Linked DNA regions of Sus scrofa: all the other regions are linked to region 3. Evidence: chromatin contacts called from public Hi-C, promoter capture Hi-C and targeted proximity ligation data. All regions are on one chromosome and are shown on one strand. The core of a region is the stretch at or near the end of the contact, and the rest is flanking DNA. Distances in the headings are between cores, read along the strand shown. Region 1 has its middle 13 kb from the start of GKN3. Region 2 overlaps ARHGAP25 (rho GTPase-activating protein 25). Region 3 has its middle 35 kb from the start of BMP10. Region 4 holds the start of ARHGAP25 (rho GTPase-activating protein 25).

Region 1 (2,700 bases), core at 89-2,588, 74 kb before region 3:
CATTCAAACAAAATAAAATGACAGAAACTGTAAAAAAAAAAAAAAAAAAGAGAGAGAGAGAAAGAAATGACTCTCTTGCAATCACCTCCCACTCCTAGAGAAAAGTCCTAGTCCTTTTCTCTCCTCCCTTTTAGAACAAAATGCCTTGAAAAAGAGGTCCATGCTGCTTCTGCCTACTTCCATGAGCCCCTCTCATCAGGCTTAGCCCCAAAGGCATTACCTAATGACCTTGACAAACCGAAGACAAAGGTCTGAGTCCTCCTCTTACTCAACAAACCAGCAGATCTGACCTGGTTGAGCCCCCTATTTCCCCTCCATGGGCCTGGCTTTGTTCCATGATTTCCAACCATCCTTCTCGCTTTCAGTTCCCCAACATTTTGAGGACAGTCCTAGACTTAGTCCTTGGACCTTTCCTCTTTTCTGTGTATATTTAGCTCACTTAGTCATTCCAACCACAGTGGTATGGTTTTAAAGAGTCTCTACTCTAATAACTTCCCAGTGTGTGTCCAGCCCAACTCTCTCTCTCTCTCCCTCCCTCTCTCTCTCTCTCGACCTCCAGACTCTAATTCTGCTTGATTAATATCTGATCATCTAGAGGTCAACATGTTCCTAACTGCACTTCAGTTGTTCTGTCCCCACAAACCTTCTGCCTACGGCCTTTCCCGTCTCAGCAAATGGAACCACCATACTTCTACTCGCTAAGGTCAATGTCATTGGAACCATCCTGACTCTTCCTTTCTTCTCACCATACTCAGTTTAGCAGAAAACCTTTCTAGCTCTACCTTCAATATATACACAGGATTAAAGAGCTTCTCATCAACACTGAAACTACTACCCTTGTTTAACCCACCCCAGAATCTTTGAAATTCTCCTAACAAGTGTTTGTCGGAGCATCCCTCTTCACTTCTAAGGCAGATCATGTTTTTCCCTTGTCAAAACTCAGCTGTAGCTTTCTATCTTGTTCAGTGTAAAAGCCACATGAGTTTCAGGAACCTCCTGGGCCCCACAGGGTCCAACCTCTGTTTCCTCTCTGCAGCTTCTCTCTTACCTCTCAACTCCAGCCACTTGGGTTTCTTACTATCTTTGCTCAGGGACTTTGAATGTTCTGTTGCATTTGTCTGGAACTTTTACCACAAGAAGTCTACTTTTGTTTCCTCATTTTTTTCCCCCTCTCTCTTTCTCTCTCTCTTTTTCTTTTTAGGGTTGCCCCTGTGGATTATGGAAGTTCCTGGGCCAGGGGCTGAATCAGAGTAGCAGCTGGGGCCTGTGCCACAGCCACAGCAATACCTGATCTGAGCTGCATCTGTGACCTATGCTGCAGTTTGAAGCAACTCCAAATCCTTAACCCACTGAGCAAGGCCAGAGATCAAACCTGCATCTTCGTGGAAACAATGCTGAGTCCTTAACCTGCTGAGCGCACAACAGGAACTCCTGCTTCCTCATCTTTTGAGGTCAAGATGTAACCTCCATCGGACCTTCCCTGGACACTCTGCCTAAGACTGCAGACTCCACCCCTGACATTCTCTGTCCCCCTTGTTTTCTCTTTCTCTGTTACACAGATCACACTATATAGTCTGCCTATAAAAATCATGCCATTTCTTCTACTAGGATGTAAGCTCTTTGAAGCTAGGGACTCCTGTCTGCTTTGTTTACTGCTTTATCCCCTGCCCATAACACAATGCATAACATCTATGTCCTCAAGAATTGATGTGAATGAAGCAGTAACTCATTACCATAAGGGCCCTCAACCAAAAAAGAGTGTCTCTGGAGAGAAGAGCAATGAGGACCCAGTGCAGATGCAAGGGGAGTGGTGGGGGAGGGGTCAGTCTTTGCTGAAAAGGGACTTTGGGGCTATGACCTTCCCGAAGCATGGGTGTGGCCAGTTGTAGGAGAGCGGGGTTGGGTGGGGAGGCAGCCTGACCCACTGGTCTGCTGGGGACAAAGAGGTTTCTTCAGTGTTAAAAGGAAAGTGCCAGGCAAACCAGGATGCGGGGTCACTCTAGAAGAGGGAAGAGAGAGTGTCCCCAGCAGAAGCTGGGACAAGCGCCAACGCTCTGTAGGAAAGGTGGCAGTGGCCAGATGGGGTGAGCCGTGGAGCCTGGGCCTGGATGTTTTCTATTGTCTGAGTGATGGGAAGCTACCAGAATGCCTCTCTTTTTTTTTTTTTAAGTTTGTGGGGGTTTTGCCATTTAAAAAAATTACAGTTGATTTACAATGTTGTGCTGATTTCTGCTGTATAGCAAAGTGACCAAATCATGTATATATGTACATATGTCTATATATATATATATATATATATTCTTTTTCTCATATTATCTTCCATCATGGTCTATTTCCAAGAGACTGGATATACTTCCCTGTGCTATATATTCACTAGGAATATTTTCTAATTCTCTGTGAAGAATGAACTGGAGGCCAGTAGGAGTGAATGTGAAGAAACGTTATTTCCCGGTAATAGGTGTTCTTGAAAGGGTGTGGGTTGTATGAGCTTCATTCCAGGTTCATTCCAGGCCCTTGGGCCTTTAGGAGAGGGGCTGAGGGGGGCCAGGCTTGGGTTCTTGCTACGCTGCCTCTTGGGGTTGAACAGAGAGCGCAGATGGGGACCTACCTAATTTCAGCTCATACAGGCACTTACTGTGAATTGCTAAGTGGGTGAGACCGGAGTGCTTTCCTGATAAAGAGAGAGCTTGTCAAGGGGGA
Region 2 (2,700 bases), core at 184-2,683, 76 kb after region 3:
AAAAAGTCAGTGATTCTTTTTTTTTTTTTTTTTTTTGCCATTTCCTGGGCTGCTCCCATGGCATATGGAGGTTCCCAGACTAGGGGTCTAACCGGAGCTGCAGCCACTGGCCTACGCCAGAGCCACAGCAATGAGGGATCCCAGCCGCATCTGCGACCTACACCACAGCTCATGGCAACGCCGGATCCTTAACCCACTGAGCAAGGCCAGGGATTGAACCCGCAACCTCATAGTTCTTAGTTGGATTCGTTAACCACTGAGCCACAGTGGGAATTCCAAAAAAAATCAGTGATTCTTAACTGGGGAGAATTTTACACCCCAGGGAATAGCTAGCAATGTCTAGAGATATTTTGGTTGTCACAACTAGGAGGGCTGCTACAGACATGAGGTGGAAGGGGTCCAAGGCTGCTGCTAAAGAGCCCACAGTGCACGAATCAGCAGATCCCACAGCAAAGAGCACATAGCTGCCCAATGACACTAGTGGTGAGGCTGAGAAACCCGGATGTAAATATAGATCCATACATACATGTCTGTACCTAATGCATGTATGTGCATGTGTGTATAGCTTTTTAAAGATAACCTATTATTTCAAAAAAACTAAGGTAATGTTGGGGAAAAAATCATGACTCAGGATGATTAGAAATCCAGGTAGCTTGTGCAAGTTTTGAGTTCTTTGCGTTCAAAGGCCTTCCACTTAGCGCCCTATGATTTGCAGTGTTCAGTTGGCTGAAATGCCCCCCAATGCCCCCAAATGTCCATTTGCTGTGAACTTTGGGCTGAGAGAAAAACTAGATGCAACTTGAGTCCACCCTGCCAGAGGGCAGGTTTGCAAAGGCCGGGCCTATGACCACCTACAGAGATGGGCGAGAAGCCAAGAGGAGGAACTGGGAACACGGCCTCCAAGGAGGTTATTAAATGTATCTGTAAAGTGATGAGGAGGCCATCTACCTTCTAGAAACCTACCATCAAATAAATGACTGTGGGCCTTGGGTCCCTCAGAAGCAGAAATGACAGGTCTTTTCCTTGAAACAGAATTCATCATCTTTCTTTTTTTCCCTTTTGCCCTCGCAGAAGAGTTTGTGGTTTTTATGCTACTAGAGAACAATCCGAACCCTAACCTATGCTCCCCAGTTTGCACAGATGATTCCATGAGCTTTAATAAGTTTTGCTTACTTACGTCAATCTCAAGTTTTATCCCTTTAGAGCTGTCAGGATAGGTGAGGTAATTTTGCCACCTGAATTTATATGAGATGACAGAAAGTACAGTAAATCCCTGTCCCAACACCATAAGTGGGGGTCCAAATCAGTCCACTACAGCACAGGTCTTGTTATATGGAAGCTAATGAAATGGCACAGCAGCTTTGAACCTGCTCAGGCCCCAGAAAGCTTCAGAGGTCTGGCTGGGACAGCAGACCCATCCCAGGCACGGCTGGCTGTGCTGCCCTCTGGTGGCCACAGTCAGCTACAGCTTACACATCGATCACCAGGATGTGGTCCAGGATGCCAGGACCTGCCTGTCAGCAACAAAAAGCAACTCTAGGAATTTCCCAGTTAGTGGCACCATTGTATTGTCCCAGGCCAGGAACAATGAGCCAGTAAAAGGCAGTGTACTAGGGGACCATGTGGTGGTTCCCTACCACTCAGCCTTCTCTCCCTCCACCTCTCTCCACACATCACATCCAGAAAATACTTTTGGGCAGGACAGAGGATGTAGCCATGCAGCTACTATATTGTGTCTAATTATCACAGGGTTCCTTACTGAGGGGTTTTTCAGTGCTTGGAAAAATAAAACAGTGGTGTTAGCCTTTGTCAGATCAGTGGCCCCGTTGAGAATCTGCACATACTCATATAATCTTTCCTACAATTTTGGGAAAGTCATGGGCTTACTGAAGCCAGTCCAGGACGCAGAGGGAAGGACAATGAATACTAGCCTGACAAACATGTTTTTTGGGTAATACATGTACAATGAGCAACTGTGAAGCCATTTGGAACAGAAAGAAAATACAGGGATAGGCAAGAGAGAAGGAAGAGGACACCTATGCCAACTGGAGGAAAACAAGCCCCTCACTGTCCCTTAGAATGTGCCACATGCCCATATGGCTTGTTAGTCATGGTTAGTCATCCTGTGTATCTCTACCTTCTCTTTTCACCTTTTTAAATTTTTTAAAAAAATTTTTATTAGAGTGTAGTTAATTTACAGCTTTGTGTCAATCTCTGTTGTACAGCAAAGTGACCCAGTCATATATATATATACACACATTCTTTTTCTCATACTATTTGCCATCCTGTTCTATCCCAAGATACTGAATATAGTTCCCTGTGCTGGACAGTAGGACCTCATTGCTTATCCATCCTAAATGTAATAGTTTGCATCTACCAACCCTAGACTTCCCGTTCATCCCACTCCCTCCCCCTTGGCAACCACAAGCTGTTCTCTATGTCTGGGAGTCTGTTTCTATTCGTAGAGAGGTTCACTTGTGCCATATTTCAGATTCTACATACAAGTGATGTCATATGGTAATTGTCTTTCTCTTTCTGACTTACTTCACTTAGTATGAGCATCTCTAGTTGCATCCATCTTACTGCAAATGGCATTATTTTATTCTTTTTTAGGGCTGAGTAGTATTCTATTGTATATATGTACCACATCTTCTTTATCCATCCACCTGTCCATGGGCATTTAGGTGGTTTCCATGTCTT
Region 3 (2,700 bases), core at 158-2,657:
AAACCAGTGACCTAGTGAGTAAAATGTTTCTCTGAATTCTGTGAGCCACTCTAGCAAATTAACCAGTGGGGTACTGGAAACTTCTGTGGGTCAGAGGTACAGGTGGCAACCTGGACTTGCAATTGGTATCTGATATGTTGTGGGAAGGGGAGCTGTCCCAAATGCCTTGGATTTATTCATGACTCAGCTACTGTTACATTGAAATTGTTTGGTTTCTTCAGGCTCAGTTTTCCCCATCCGAAAAATGGGTTTATAACAGAAATCCATTTTCTAACTTGTAGGCACTTCTTATCCTAAAAGAGTGTACACGTGATAATCCAGCAAGTAGGGAGGTCAGAGAGTGTAACTGTGTTGAGTAGAGATGGGAGAGGAGAGTGGATAGATTTAATATTAACATTAGTCACGAGTTGAGCCAAACTTAGCAGTTTAGCAATGCTGTCTGAATATTAGAATTAACTGGAAAGGTTCTTGTTTTCTTTTTCTTTTTCTGATGCACCTGCAGCATACGTAAGTTCCTGAGGAAAGGATAGAATCCAAACTGCAGCTGTGACCTATGCCACAGCTGTGGCAATGCCAAATCCTTAACCCACTGTGCCACAGCAGGAACTCCCAGGACGTTTTTTTTTTTTAAGAAAAAATGTCTTAGGCAATACCCCCAAGATTCTGATTCAGTTGATATGGGGTAGGATCTGAGTATCAGATCCTTAAGGAGATTCTATTGCGCAGCCAAGACTGAGAACCACAGTCTTAGGACAGCATTGGTTATGCAGAGGAGGTGGAAAAGGTTAGGTGGGTCTTGGTTGTGATCAAGAATTCAGTCCAGTTCTATATTCTAGAAGCTTACTCGCTTACGTTTAATGAGTTTCACAGGGTGGTCATGGCCTGAGGGGGAGAACTCTCAGGTAGAACCCAAGAGTCGAAAGAATCACTGAACAATGCTCAGAGGAACCCTCAAAAACCATCTAACTTTAATCCTCTTCCTCATCGCTGCGTGAACCCCGGCAACTCTGAATCTTGGTTTCACCATCCACTAAATGCACAGGTTAAATAGACAAGTTCAAGGGTATCTTCCAGTGTTGTGGTTCTATGGTCCTAAGATAGTTTTAAGGCATCCCAGGAAAGAGATGTTGGCATTGCATGTCCATGTTGGTATTCTCTGCTCGTTCCCTGTTTGACGTCACACAGCAGCTCTCTGTTGCTGACAAGATGCCAGCCTTGAGCAACAGCTGCATCTCCATCCTCGCGGCTTCAGCTTCACGCAGCCTTCTCTTACAGGATGAAAGCTTCCATGTAGTTCCTGTAAAGGCAGCCAGTTTGAATTGCAGGAGTAGTTGCTGTGATGAGAGAGCTCTGCTCCTGGCAAGCATACCGCCTGACCGCTGATGCAGAGGAAGTGGTGGAATGTGGAAGTTTACACAACGTCAGTGCACACACATCCTCTCATCTCAAGCCGGGAGCCCAGCCACCAGCTGCTGTGCCCTGGTGCCCCTTGTCCTCCCCTTCTCGATGGTCTCTGCGTGGGACTTAAAGAACTGGTCAGAGCAACAACAACAAAAGCATTTGCTGCTTGCGTCTCTGCAGGCTCTGTCCTCGTCATGTCACGCTCCATCTCACCAGGGCACAGATGGACCAAAACCCATTGGAAGAGAATTGCTCTGGCTGAACATTTGTGTCCCCCCCACCACCGCAAATTCCTATGTGGAATTCCTAACCCCCCGAAATGATGGTATTAGGAGATATGGCCTTTGGGAGGGAAGTCATAAGGGTGGAGCCCTCACAAATGGCATTCATGTCTCATGAAAGAGGCCCCACAGAGCTCTCTACCCCCTTCTGCCATGGGCGGATACAAGGAGAAATCTGTGACCCGGAAGAGGATCCTCGCCTGACCCTGATCTCAGACTCCAGCCTCCAAAACTGTGAAAAATAAATACCACGCCTGGTCTGTGGTATTTTCTTAGAGCAGCCCAAGCGGATGAAGACAGGAAGCATTGTGGCTAAGCCCCTAGTACAAAACATCCTACTCAGCACAGAAATGGGTGGAAAAACCATCAGCTCTGCCTCACACTTAGGAGAAAAAGCCCTGATGTGTGCCATGCTTGAGGCTGTAAGGAAATGAAGAATGCTAGTGGGAAGTGGCAAGGGGTTTTAAAGTGCATTCTGCGGGCGTTCCCGCTGTGGCGCAAGGGGATTAGTGGCGTCTCTGCAAGACCAGGACACGTGTTCGATCCTCAGCCCGGCGCAGTGGGTTAAAGGATCTGGCATTGCCACAGCTGTGGCATAAGTCACAAAGGCTGAGATCTGATCCCTGGCTCAGGAACTCCAAATGCCATGGGGCGGTCAAGAAATAAATAAATAAATAGGTCACGTGTATATGGCAGACCTTTCGACGTGCTCAGTACCTGTGCAGGTAGAAGAGGGGGACAATGAAGGGGGTCAGTGGCTGGAAAAAGGCAGATTCAGTAGATCCTGCCTATGGGAGGGCTTTGAAAGTTAACAGTGGAAGCTCCAGGGTTCAACACGGCATCAATGACATTGGTCAATCAGGTTCTGCCTCCCAGAAACTGCCTCCCAGATCCAGGTAAGGCCTGGAGTTATGCTGCCATGCATTGCATAGGTGGCCTTTTATGGGGGGAGGGGGACGGAGGTCACCATCATTAGACCCCCCATCTTCTTCCCCGGCCCTTCCTTGGACTCATGAGG
Region 4 (2,700 bases), core at 38-2,537, 95 kb after region 3:
CACAAGCGTAAGTAGAACATACAGGGAATCATCTCCAGCCCAACTGCTCCACTCTAAACTACCGTGATTGATACTAGAAGAAACCCATCCAAAGAACTTCAAGATAACAATTACAGAACAGATTAAAATCAATGTATCACCATCAGCACCAATGACAGGAGAGGCTGATAAAAGGCCAGTATATTTCAGGAAGCATGCCAGACTCCCTTAAGGTAATTACTCTTAAAATCTCTTTTATTTCAACTCCTTTTAAGAATTCCCTTCCATTCTGTCCCTTTAATTAAATATCTTTATTCTGCCTTCAAGCGTCTCTAAGTTCCTGTCTTGCCCGCCGTGTTTACTTTTTGCTACAAATAACACCACTCCAAGTCCCCAGAGTCCGCGAAGACGGTCTAGTGACCCAGTGAGCTCACTGAACAGAACTCCTTGTGTTCCCTTAGAGATCAAGCACTTCCAAGGACGCCTTTCAAAACCCACTCAAAATATGGATGAACGTCCAAACAGGAGGGAAATGATCCTTTCATGATAAACAAAGAAAAACTCACAGTGTTTTGTGTGATCTGTAGCCTTCATCCATCCCAAATAGCACAGATCCGGCACACGGAGGAGCTCCATTCCTGCCACCTCCCAACAAATGAAAAGCCGTCCCCAGCATCTGGGAACTTTGAGCCAACCTGTCTGTGTGAATGCAAATCTCACCCCAAACCCAGCTTTGCCCGAGAGATCCATTTTTAAGCAGACTATGCTTCCTGCAGACCGACATGCAAATGGTGGGAACTCAAGTATAAGAACCACAGATGCAGCCAAAAGGCATTGACCTTACCTATTTTCCCAGCCTCCCCTCGCAGGCTGAAGTCCCAGTTTCTCGGCAGCTTCAGGGACATGTTGCTTCTGGGTCAGGTGAGGAGCTGCCCAAGCCGGGAGTTTGCAACGATTCGCGCCCTGCTGGTCTTTTTGATCTTCTTGCTGGTGTGTGTGTGTTTTCCCCTTTGTGATGGCTTCGCAGGCACTCCTGGGTTTGAAGTTGATTCACCAACGTGTCGTCTCCTTTCTCTCAGATGAAAGGTCCATCCATCTGTCACCGGGGATGGCACCCCAGCCCTCCCCTGGTCCCTCGGGGACTCGTGCCTTGTGAAGTGTGCACTCTGCTTGTCTTGCTTTCAGTATTACCAGAAAGATCCCAGTTGACACTTCGCTCTGCGTCATGGGAAAGCAAAGCTCCTGTTCGAAAGAATCTCAGGCCTCACTGAGGCGAGGTCGTGATAAACAACGGCTGCCTCTTGGCTTTTTTTTTTTTTTTTTTTAACTGTCTGCTTCCTTGCATTTGAGGAAGTGGGTGGCTGTTCAGGGTAGATGATGCATTATAAATTCTTTCTTGAGAAAATGATTTTTGGAAATGCTTCTGTAAGTGGAGGGAGTGCTGTTAGGACACAAGCCTATAGCTCTGAGTAAAAGATAAAGAGAAGAAAATTCCAGGACCCTGGCCACCGACGTGTAAGCCTCCCTTCTCTCTTGACAGACTGGGCTTTCAAAAACTCTCAGTAAGACAAACAGCATCCACCAAAATTACCTTCCTTTATTTATTTTTAGTTTTATTTTTTTAAAGTTAACTACTTTTAATTCTTCTTGCTCTAAGGCCTACATAGTAAGTTCTCCACCTGCTCAGGACAAAAGGTTCCAAGTGATCTCAGCCTGATGTCGGGAGGGTCTGGAAGCATTTAGCTAATGAGTCCGCTTTAGCTACATAGACCCACTCACATGTTAAGATGGTTCTTTAACCTTATGTACAGGGTGTGGGTTTGGGAATCTGATTGACATGGGTTCCAAACTCAGTTTTTCTTCTTCCTAGCTCAGCAGCTGTTAACAAGCAACTGCAACTCTCTGGGCCTCAGTATCCTTGGCAGTAAAATGGGTTGATAGTAGCCATGAGTGCACAGAACTGTGAAAGCATTTAGTACAGAGCTTGACACACAGTTGTTGCACCACAAACATTAATGCAAACCTTATTCCCTTCAGTTCAGTTCTGTGACAGGCTTTCCTATGTCCAACTGGATCAGACTAACTTAAGTGATTAAGTATTTGGGCCCAGAGCCAGACTGAGGGGTGTTCAAATCCCATCTCTACTACTTTCTTGCTGTGTGACTTTGGACACGTTTCTTGACTACTCTGTGCTTTAATATCCTGATCTATAAATGAGGCAGATCACAGGGCCTACTTCAGAGGCTGTTATGAGGCTTACTAAAGATAGTAGGTGATAAGTTTCCTAAGGCTATAAGGTGGTAGGCTAATGAGACAGGAGATAAGAGTGTTCACAAGAGCCACTGCATGGCCAATGCACAAGCTCCACATCCCTTCATTCTTCAGCTCTCCTGGATGACTCTGCCATGCTTCCGCCTTTGCCTTGCACATGCTCACTCTGTTGGTGACCCGGCTTCCTGTTTCATTGAGAAAGCTGATGCTGCTGGAGAAGAAGGTCGGCAAGCTCCTGCCACCACACCTGCCCACCCGCCTGCGTTTGAGCGCGCACAGAGTCTTCTCTCAGTCATGATGGATGAGCTGTGTCACCCCTCCTCCATCTTTACCGTGTCATCCATTTCTTCCTTCTCTGGGATCATTCCCACCAATATTCAAACTTATTCTTTTTTCTTCTAGGGTTTTTTAAAAAAATCTCTTTTGATACCACTTCTCCTTTTGTCTACA

The links. Promoter capture Hi-C pulls out the DNA fragments that hold promoters and counts their contacts. Hi-C and Micro-C count contacts between places; a contact is called where the count stands out from the background.
Region 1: a contact with region 3 is called in a Hi-C map of retroperitoneal adipose tissue, with 1.9 times the contacts expected there. A contact is called at or near these places in 1 of 5 promoter capture datasets (liver), 21 of 47 Hi-C or Micro-C datasets (alveolar macrophages, blood, brain and 9 more) and 2 of 2 datasets of targeted methods (alveolar macrophages and skeletal muscle).
Region 2: a targeted proximity ligation map of alveolar macrophages shows a contact between it and region 3. A contact is called at or near these places in 1 of 5 promoter capture datasets (liver), 22 of 47 Hi-C or Micro-C datasets (alveolar macrophages, blood, embryonic fibroblasts and 9 more) and 2 of 2 datasets of targeted methods (alveolar macrophages and skeletal muscle).
Region 4: a promoter capture Hi-C map of liver shows a contact between it and region 3, with 2.2 times the contacts expected there. A contact is called at or near these places in 2 of 5 promoter capture datasets (both in liver) and 1 of 2 datasets of targeted methods (alveolar macrophages).

What each region holds. Positions count from the first base shown.
Region 1 is chr3:73,479,868-73,482,567 of Sscrofa11.1, forward strand. No RefSeq gene overlaps it. Among named protein-coding and RNA genes, the nearest start is that of GKN3, 13 kb to the left of the region's middle.
Region 2 is chr3:73,628,963-73,631,662 of Sscrofa11.1, forward strand. The region is part of intron 1 of ARHGAP25 (rho GTPase-activating protein 25); the gene reads right to left. Among named protein-coding and RNA genes, the nearest start is that of ARHGAP25, 20 kb to the right of the region's middle.
Region 3 is chr3:73,553,339-73,556,038 of Sscrofa11.1, forward strand. No RefSeq gene overlaps it. Among named protein-coding and RNA genes, the nearest start is that of BMP10, 35 kb to the left of the region's middle.
Region 4 is chr3:73,648,710-73,651,409 of Sscrofa11.1, forward strand. It overlaps ARHGAP25 (rho GTPase-activating protein 25), which reads right to left and starts at 1,288. Exons shown (of 10, transcript XM_021087416.1): 1 at 824-1,288. The coding sequence starts at 884.